Linked DNA regions of Sus scrofa: region 2 is linked to region 1. The links are chromatin contacts, called in public Hi-C maps. All regions are on one chromosome and are shown on one strand. Each heading gives the region's core, a stretch centred on a gene start, on an enhancer-like site or on the middle of the called end of the contact. The rest is flanking DNA. Distances are from core to core; before and after follow the strand shown.

The links. A called contact is a pair of places that touch in the nucleus more often than the background predicts.
Region 2: a contact with region 1 is called in a Hi-C map of fetal heart ventricle, with 1.7 times the contacts expected there. The contact joins two enhancer-like sites. A contact is called at or near these places in 2 of 47 Hi-C or Micro-C datasets (fetal heart ventricle and heart right ventricle).

The regions. Positions count from the first base shown.
Region 1 is chr13:144,650,431-144,655,072 of Sscrofa11.1, forward strand. The region is part of intron 3 of LOC106505799 (a long non-coding RNA gene); the gene reads right to left. Among named protein-coding and RNA genes, the nearest start is that of SEM1, 24 kb to the left of the region's middle. Within about 2 kb of position 2,966, at least 4 of the 83 cell types and tissues checked have an H3K27ac peak or open chromatin away from gene starts, as enhancers often do.
Region 2 is chr13:144,718,449-144,723,344 of Sscrofa11.1, forward strand. All of the region lies in intron 2 of LOC106505799 (a long non-coding RNA gene), which reads right to left. Among named protein-coding and RNA genes, the nearest start is that of SEM1, 92 kb to the left of the region's middle. Within about 2 kb of position 1,298, at least 7 of the 83 cell types and tissues checked have an H3K27ac peak or open chromatin away from gene starts, as enhancers often do.

The DNA.
Region 1 (4,642 bases), core at 1,716-4,215:
CATGCCATAATCAGAAAGGGGATAGATCATATTTTCCATTTTACAGAATGAGGTTACTAAAGCAATTTGCCTGAGATCATAGATTCAATAGTGGTCACAGATCCAATAGTGGTCAAAGTGAGAAAATGATTCTGGGTCTACCTGGTTCAATATGATTGAGTACCTCTGATGTAGGACTTTAGGTGCTTTTTAGCACCTGATAAACAAGAATCACTAAGTCCTTCAATGCCATGTTCGTAAAGTGATTTGGGGGTAAACAGGACTTTCAATGACATTTATATCATAACTCATTACAGCTTCCTTTCTCCATCTTGGCATATAGGCAGCTCTACCCATCAAGAAGACCTCGATCTAAACTAGACAATTTACTGGTAATCAATCTCAAGGTAAATAGATATAAAGAGGTTTCTTGATCTCAGGTTTCCATAGGTCTTGGACACAGGGCCTCTCTGATTTCTCCAGTATGGAAATGGGGATCTCAAGAGGCAATTCATAGAGGGTTGAAGAGTCTCTTGGAAGATAGACTTCCATTGAAGATGAGGGTCAAGCCTGTTAAGCTTATGGTAGAGTTCTTTGTGACCATAGCCATGGCTAGGAATTCAGGAAAGCACAGCTTGATCTATGAGTAGGATGAGATGTGTAAGAAGGCAGACTTGGGAAATAATCAGGAAGAGAAAGGTGTGGGCTAAGAAGAGCAGGATGGTTTATTTAGAAACAGTTTGTCTGTAATCTCCAAAGCTGTCAGAAGTTCTGTCTATTTAGGTAACTGTTTTTCTCTTTTATTATGTACAAAAATTCTTTCATCTCTAGTAAAGCAGAGTTTATTATACCCAAGACAACAATCATTAAGAGTGTCTCTGCTGGGAGTTCCCTGGTGGCTCAGTGGGTTAAGTTGTCACTGATCTGGTGTAAGTTCAATTCCTGGCCTGTGAACTTCTGCATGCTGTGACTGTAGCCAAAAAAAAAAAATTCTCTGTTGACATTGTACTCTGGAAAAGGTATAGGAGAAAGAAGAATGGTGTGCCACAAGGGCAAAGCTATAAAAAGGAGTCTAAATATGTTGGGTTGTGGTCAAAGCGCACATCCCCACACGTCCCTTCTCCCCATACTTTGCATCTATCTCCCCTCCCCATATACAGTCCTCCCCATATCACCCCCAGTCTTTTGGAATTAATGAGCACCTTTTCCATGTAAGATATTGTGCTTGGTAACTGTGAGGAATACAAAGATGCATGGATCTTTGTATTTCCTAGACCCATAGAATGGTCTATTTCCTAGACCCATAGAATCGCAGAACTGAAAATAAAGGCCCTTTAATTGAAACAGATTTAAATCACTTTGAATTCATATAAGTCTTTCAAAGTCAAACCTCTTTTTAAGGGTCCTACTGTACAGTCTATGCACCTAAAAATAACAGTCACTGACATTCTGAGACCATGAACCCTAATGACCATTTCACATACATTCCTTACTCTCATCATCACAGAGTCCCTCTAAGAGAGGTATTACTATTCCTTCTTACATATAAGAAAATTGAGGCCTAGAAAGGTTAATCAGTGATAAGGCTGGTCTGTGCACGGAAATCTGACTTTAAAGCCCACACTAATATTAGCCCACTCTACTTCCTCTAATTTGCTTCATACCAAAATATAGTGAAAGCTGGTATGTGGGACCATCTTTACAACACAGGTGCATAACAGATACCCTGTGTTTCCCCTAAAATCATAGTGGGTAGGACAGTCATGGAAACCTGTTCCCCTTATATTCCACTCAGAAAATTCTGATCTTTTAAAAAATTACAAAATGGGATTGGGGGAGGGATGATCTATTTTTCTACACACAGTAGTAAAATGGATCCCTAAGGCAGGCAGGGTTGCCTTGTGGAGATGACATGGAACAGTTCATTTTTGGACAGCTGTCATAAGGTAGTGGAAGGCAGTAGAGCACATTTTAGTGAGTCCCAGATCTGCCACTTACTAATTGTGTGACCTTGGACAAAGCACAGCCTCTCAGAGGCTCAGCCTCCTCATTCATGAAATGGCCGTCACAATGCCCACCTCAGTCCTCTTTTGGAACTCAATAGAATAACTCATACAAATCAATTAGAAAATGGCAATTTCTATAATATAGGCTATTTTAAGTTTTAAATTATTTCCAGTTCCATGAAGATTTCCTTTAAGTAAAATTATACTTTCCTATTCTATCTCCCTGCCTCTCACTGTGCCATTTTTCTCAGAAAGCCATGGTTTTCTATGTTCAAGAATAGAATGTGATTTCTTGGTGACAAATCATTCAAACAAGTGGGTAAAAAAAAAAGTTCTATGAAAAAGAGACCAGGATGCTCCAGTCAACAGTGAGTGGCATTTGTGACAGATGCTCTGGAGCAGCACCACCTTCTCACCAGTGGTCTCAGGAATCCTGAGCTAGGGTGGCAGGCAAATCCTGCTGTTTCCTCCTGGTTTTCATCTCCGCAGGCTAGTGGTCAGGGAAAGAAAACTTCTCCACTTGCCTGCGGCGGGAGAGGCCTAATTACCATGCTTCTGATTTCCCTCTGGAAGGCTGGCGCCAAGGCCTGAACTCAGCTCCACCCCAATTCTCCAGAGACACAAGCTCCTGGAAAGCCTCGGCTGTCACCCTTCCCCCACCACACACACAATCTGAGAACACAGACGGCTGTCAACACCAACCCTGGCCTGGCCAACACCCCCACTCTGAGACCAGGATGGAGAGGCAGGAAGACAGTAGGTGACTGGCAGAGACACAGTTTTGCACAGAATGCCTCATGGAGCTTTGACCAACCTTATTTTAAATATTCCTTTCACACGTATATTCTGCCACTGCATTGACAGTTTTTCCCTGGTGAGCAGGCCCCAATTTTCATATTTCTTCTTGCTTTTAGAGAGCTTGCCTTATAGAAAAAATGATCCCCTCCCCTGACCCTGTCTGTTATTACTCCTGAGAGCATTCCTGACTAAGGCTGTTTCCAGCCTCCATCCCCTGCTCCCTCCCTCTAATGCCTTGAGAAGCTATACAGTGCAAACTCAGAAAATATTTCATCCCCCTTAGGAAAAAGCAATTTGAATGTCTTAGCAAAGAAAATCACTTCAAAAGCATTTGATTCCATCCACCCCCTCCATCAGCCTGAGAAGCCTGGAAATGAAGCCATATTCACAGTAGAGACACCATCAAGGAATAAATCAACACCCCAGGGACTGCAGCAAGGGGTGCTCTGTTGCATAAATACCTAGCCACAGCCTCTTAAATGGAGCTGGTTTAACAAGATCATAGGGCTTTCCTCTGGCTTCTAATCCCAAGGACTCCCCTTACTTACCAGAAGAAAAGATGCTTGTCCACAGCATCTTTCTCTCTGGTGTCTGCAGATTTTATCCATATGGTTTCCTCTTCTCTTTCACAAAATGGATAATGCTGACACTGCTAAATAAGAAGAGGCTCCAGTGGCACCTGTTACTAGCATCACATAAATCTATAGCATGGTTGGTTCTGACCACCTGCTACATTGCCAATTTGGTTTTCTTTTTTCTTTCCTCTTCTTTTCTTCTCTTCCTCCCTTCTCTGCCACCCTCTTTTCTTCCATTTTTTCCTTAGAAAAGAGTGGAGGTAAGGAAAAGGCCAGAAACCATAATTACAATAAAATTATGACCTGTTTCTTTCAGATCACTGGCTCCAATTAGCCTTTAAAGCAAGCACCAATCTTGATGGCTCCTTTTGTGAAAGACTGTGGGTTTTGTGACTGGGAGAGAGGGGAAACCATGATCCATGAACCAGTGACATCAACAGCATCTGGGCACGTGCTTAAAATGAAGACTCTCAGGTCCCATCCCAAACCTACTGAACCAGAGTCTGCACTTCAACAAGATTTCCAAGTGATTCGAATGCCGTGAAGGTTTGAGAAGCACTGGCCTATGGGATAGTGATACATTACATCTGCCTTCCTGGAGTTTTCCTCACCATAAATCCACACTAAGTCACAGGGAACAATATCCGCTGCTCTGTGTGTAATATTACCAAGCTTAGTGGGTCCACTTACAATATATGTAAAGATCTCTGCACAGCCTCAGAGCTGCAGGGGGCTGAAATGTAGGGAACTCAAATACTGAGAAGGGGCCCCTAGGCTCTCTGCCCCTGGAAGTTAGTGCTGCCCAGTAACTCAGCTTCAGCTGAGAAAAGACTCTCCAGGAGAACGGGTTGCCCCAAACCCAGGTCTTATCAGCTACTCCACAGCCTGTAAGGCCCTGCTGACTCTCGAATCATAGGAACAACCCCAGACCAAAAATCAGCAGATTTAGGTTCAGAGTCTCCTTCATTTCATCCTGGTTTGTAACAAATTACTAGATTTGCCCTCAGCTTCTTCAACTCTACAGTGAGACTAGTAGATAAATACCAGCTTAGCCTGCCACGTAAGTTAGTTGTGAGGATCAAATAAAATATTTCAAAAACTCTGCAAATCAGAGAAGTACTCAATCGTTATTATTGTTAATTAGTATGGAATCATAGAACTGAGGTAGCTTCTAATCTGAAGAGGCAGCTTCAGATTAGGAGGGAATTAATAGATCCAATCTCCTTCCTTAAACAAGAATCCTTTCTTGCCAGTAAGAGGAATTACCAGCTGACTCTCTCCTTT
Region 2 (4,896 bases), core at 48-2,547, 66 kb after region 1:
CTAATTTCATTCCTTTACATGTGGCTGTCCAGTTTTCCAAGCACCACTTATTAAACAGTCTGTCTTTTATCCATTGTATATTCTTGCCTCCTTTGTCATAGATTAGTTGGCTGTAGGTGCATGGGTTTAATTCTGGGCTTTCTATCCTATTCCACTGATCTCTATTTCTGTTTTTGTGCCAGTACCATACAGTTTTGATGATTGTTGCTTTGTAGTATATAGTCTGAAGTCATGGATGGACCTAGAAATTATCATGCTAAGTGAAGTCAGTCATACAATGCGACACCAACATCAAATGCTTTCACTGACATGGAATCTGAAAAAAGGACACAATGAACTTCTTTGCAGAACAGATACTTACAGACTTTGAAAAACTTAAGGTTTCCAAAGGAGACAGTTCAGGGGGTGGGGGGATAAGTTTGGGTTGTGGGATGGAAATCCTATAAAATTGGATTGTGATGATCATTATTCAACTATAAATGTAATAAATTCATTGAGTAAAAAAAAAAAAAAAAAAAAAAAAAAAAAAAGAACAGTGAAGGTCAGGAGTCATGTTAATGAGCTTAGAGTCAGATAGCATTGCCTCGCTTTCCCCAGACCATTTTTCATGCTTTCTGTTTGGTAGGAATAACTTTGAGTAATGCTTTATTGCATGTCAGACTAAAATGACATTGATCCAAACAGATACCAACACAGAATTGCAGAGCAAGCCCCACTGAGTCAGTGCTGGCAAAGGAGGACACCAACAAAAGAACAAGTGAAGCCACAAAGTACAGGAAGTGTGTGGGCATAGGTGTGTGGGAAAGGATGTCAACACCATGAGTCAATGCCTGAGGACAGGTGGGGGTGGCCACACACACAGGCAAGGCAGAGGAAGTGGTCTCAAAATGTAAATAAATGAAAGAAAGATGAACTGAAGCACAGAAGTTAAATTTTAGGATACAGAAGGGAAGAGAAATAGAAACAATCACAGATCAAGATGTATACATTAGCAGAGATTCAAAAACAGGAGATAAGGATAATACCAGTGAGAGAGAAGGGGGGGGGAGGTTATCCACAATGGCATCCCAGGGGGCAAAACTCCAGTTTGCCTCTGGGCTTCACAAGACTGTCTGTTCAGCACGTTCTATGGAACACCATGCCCTAGAAATATTTTCCATTTTTTTTCTAGGACAAGAAAGAACTTTTCTCTGTATTTTCCACTCTTTTCTCTCTTTTGCCATCCCTCCTCCCCACTGTGCAACTTCAGCAATATTACTCTGTATCTTGAAAGCACACATATAACAAGTAACCTATTATGATCATTCCAATATTTTTAATGAATTTCATAATCATCTGATGGGGGAATTGGAACTTGCAGAAGGAACATGTTTAGCCAATTCTTTAAAGGTAACTTCTGTCACCTGGAAAGAGAGGCACATTAATTATACTCTTGTGATTACAATCCCTATTAGGACAGCCAAGAACTGGGCAAGCACTATCTGTAGCTATATTTAGCTAAGGGGCCAGTTTCCACTCTGCACTCCAGTTCAGCCTATAAAGTCAAAGAGGAATGTAACAGCAGCACCATAAGGACTCCTGAATGCAGCTATAGCATTCTGCTATGGTCAGATTTAAGAGTCTTCTCTGGCCTTTGAAGTCAAGCAGAGCAGCATGACTTCTTATAGACAGGAAGAAACTTAACTCCAGTAGAAAGAGAAAGGGTAACAGAAAAATAACTCTTTCCCCCTCTTTTTGCAATTTTAATAGTCACCTTCTTCTCTCCCTAGCCCTTACTATGAAAATTTATCTGTTTCTCCAAATGCTATAAAATCATACAATCATCTTGCAAATATGTAAACTGATCTACAAAGGCAATTTAAGCTTAATATCCTACTCACAGTGGAATCTCATCAAACAAAAAAGAAAAATAGCCCTTAAAAATGAAGGGAAAAAAATGAGATTCCTTCATTTGGCCACCAGATTTATGATAACATATTCTCTAATTTTTCTCCTAGACTAGCAGTTTCAAGCTGCAGGAAAGGGTCAGGAGACTGGGCTGAACTCCAGATGGGTAAATTATGCCTAAGAGACTTTGAAATATCACATCCCCTGGTGGAATCAAAACTAAGAGCCAATTAAATAAAGCACTTATCCAAAGGAGCTGGGAAAAGAAGTGGAAACAAAATAGCAAGTGACAGACCAAGAGAGTAGGGTCCATCCTAGCAGTACTTCCTTGGTGCAGGAGAAGGGTTCAGGGCTTTTTTGTAGGACTCGTGTTGTATGTCTACCTAGGCAGAGGACCTCCAGGAGGAGGAATCTGATGGCTTCACACTCTGACCAGTGATTTTACCAAACATTGCTTGAATCTTTTCAGTGTCTAAAACAATTACAACTTTGCTAGGCAACCCACTCCATTGTTGGATACCTCTGTTACCAAAAAATGATGATCACAAGATCTGAGTCAGGAAGTTCTGCCTTTTCTCTACCTCTCCATTATCTCACAGTGTCACATTTATCTTTCTGCAGCAGCAGGCCTTGCCTTAGTTTTTATTCTTCTTTCAATCCAATATCTTTTATTATTCTTAGTTGTCTTTTTTTTTTCTCCAAAGTGAGCTCTTGCTGGATTTTTACTTTCCTCAACTGTTTATCCAGGTATCTGACACCCCTTTTTAGATTCATTATTGATGCTCATTTTGCCATCCTGAGTGTGGGTCCATTAAAAAAGCTTAGCTAGTAGGTGTTCTTTGTGCAGCCACTTAGTTTCTAACTAGATCCTTTCTTTTCCCTCTCATAGAATTTTTTTTTTTTTTTTTTTTTTTTTGTCTTTTTTTTGTTGTTGTTGTTGCTATTTCTTGGGCCGCTCCTGCGGCATATGGAGGTTCCCAGGCTAGGGGTCGAATCGGAGCTGTAGCCACCGGCCTACGCCAGAGCCACAGCAACGCGGGATCCGAGCCGCGTCTGCAACCTACACCACAGCTCACGGCAACGCCGGATCGTTAACCCACTGAGCAAGGTCAGGGACCGAACCCGCAACCTCATGGTTCCTAGTCGGATTCGTTAACCACTGCGCCACGACGGGAACTCCTCATAGAATTATTTACAATTGTATTCAGAACTTTGTTTTTCAAGTGTTCAAACCCTTTGGGCCATAGAATAATATTTTATTAGAGCACTTATTATGGAAGCAGAGATAAGATTGCATCTCAGTGAAAAAGGTAGACCATAGATCCTGAAGTGCACAGAGAACCTGTGTTGATGGTCAAAATGAATACTACAATAGATGTTCCCTTTTAGGTAGCCCCTCAGGAGAGTTACTGCATAGAACAGGAGTACATCAGTACCACATGACAAGTGGAAGCTGAGCTGGGCTCACTCAGAAGTTACATGGTTTGCTTTTGCTGACCAGGCTTTCAAGATGAGTGATTCTAATTTTGGCTTCAATAAAATCACAACTTTCAATGAATCATGGATATTTGGGTGACTTTAGAGAGGTTAAAATCACAAATGTCAAATCCACAAATGTTTAAAGCCTACAGTGGGATCAAAACACAAATGTTTATAGGAGCCATGCAGGAAACATAAATGAATAACTCAAGATAGTTGTAAGACAACAGAAAGTGGTAAAGGCTATGTTTAATTGGGAAGGAGTAATAATTATAATCATTGCAAACATTGATATAACACTTTTATGCCAGCCACAGGCAGAAGAGTTTTATATATTAATTTATTTAACTCTCCTTTGAAGGTTAAATAAAATTCCCTTATTATCCCCTAATTTACAGGTAGGAAAATTGTAACAAAAAGCATTTAAGTTAGAAGGACATACCCCATGTAAATGGGGCAAATATCCAACTAGTGGGGCAAGTTCAATTTATTGCTGCCATTAAGATTACTGTTCCAATGCTATCTAGTCTTGTGACTTTAAAGAGAAACTAGGAATCCAAATTTGTATGTGTAATCTTAGTTTTAAATTATGGCTCATGATCCGTAAATATATTTTATGGACCAAACATGTCCAGCATTCAGGTCAGGGGACCCTAGTTTGTGTTTCTGGCCTTTAGTACACTTTACTAAAGACATCTTCCTTAAGAATGATATCTCTTCAGTTAGGAATTTTAGCATTATTCTTTCTGGAAAACTGTAAGGATTGACAAGATTAATAATTCCTTATGATAAGTCAAAAACAAGGAAATGAAAGGAGGAGAAGGAAAGGAAAGAAAAAGAAGGAAGAAATTCATTCATTCGTTCATTCATTCCTGGATCTTAAGTTCTTGAGCAGATATACATATCACACTGCTGCTGTACAGGTCCACAGTTTCTGAATTCCAGAATGATACACACACACACACACACACACACACACACACACACACACACACACACACACACACACTATGTATACAGCAAACAGAAGTAGATCCAATGGATAATAATTGTCTTTTATAACTAAGCTTTTTAAATTCTTTTCTTAATCTCCTACAACCCAAGTGCATTACAATCATTTCTACTGTTTATCCCTCCTCTTCTGACCAACTCCAAAATGAGGGTAGTCCTGAAGCTGCAGCACTGCCTACCTGTTATTCCAATCCTTTCTGCTGCCCCACACCTAAAATCTCTCCAACCATCCCAGGATTCCAATTATACACCAAAAAGCCCCTTCTGAATATCTCTACTACCTATTTAGAGACAAAAATATTCTTCTTAGGAGAGAATACAATGTTAAGACAATAAAGTTCATAAGACTACAGCTTCTTTTTTATTTTATTATTTACTTATTTATTTATTTTTGTCTTTTTGTCATTTCTTGGGCCTCTCTCTCAGCATATGGAGGTTCCCAGGCTAGGGGTCGAATCAGAGCTGTAGCCACCGGCCTAGCCAGAGCCATAGCAACGCAAGATCCGAGCCGCGTCTGCA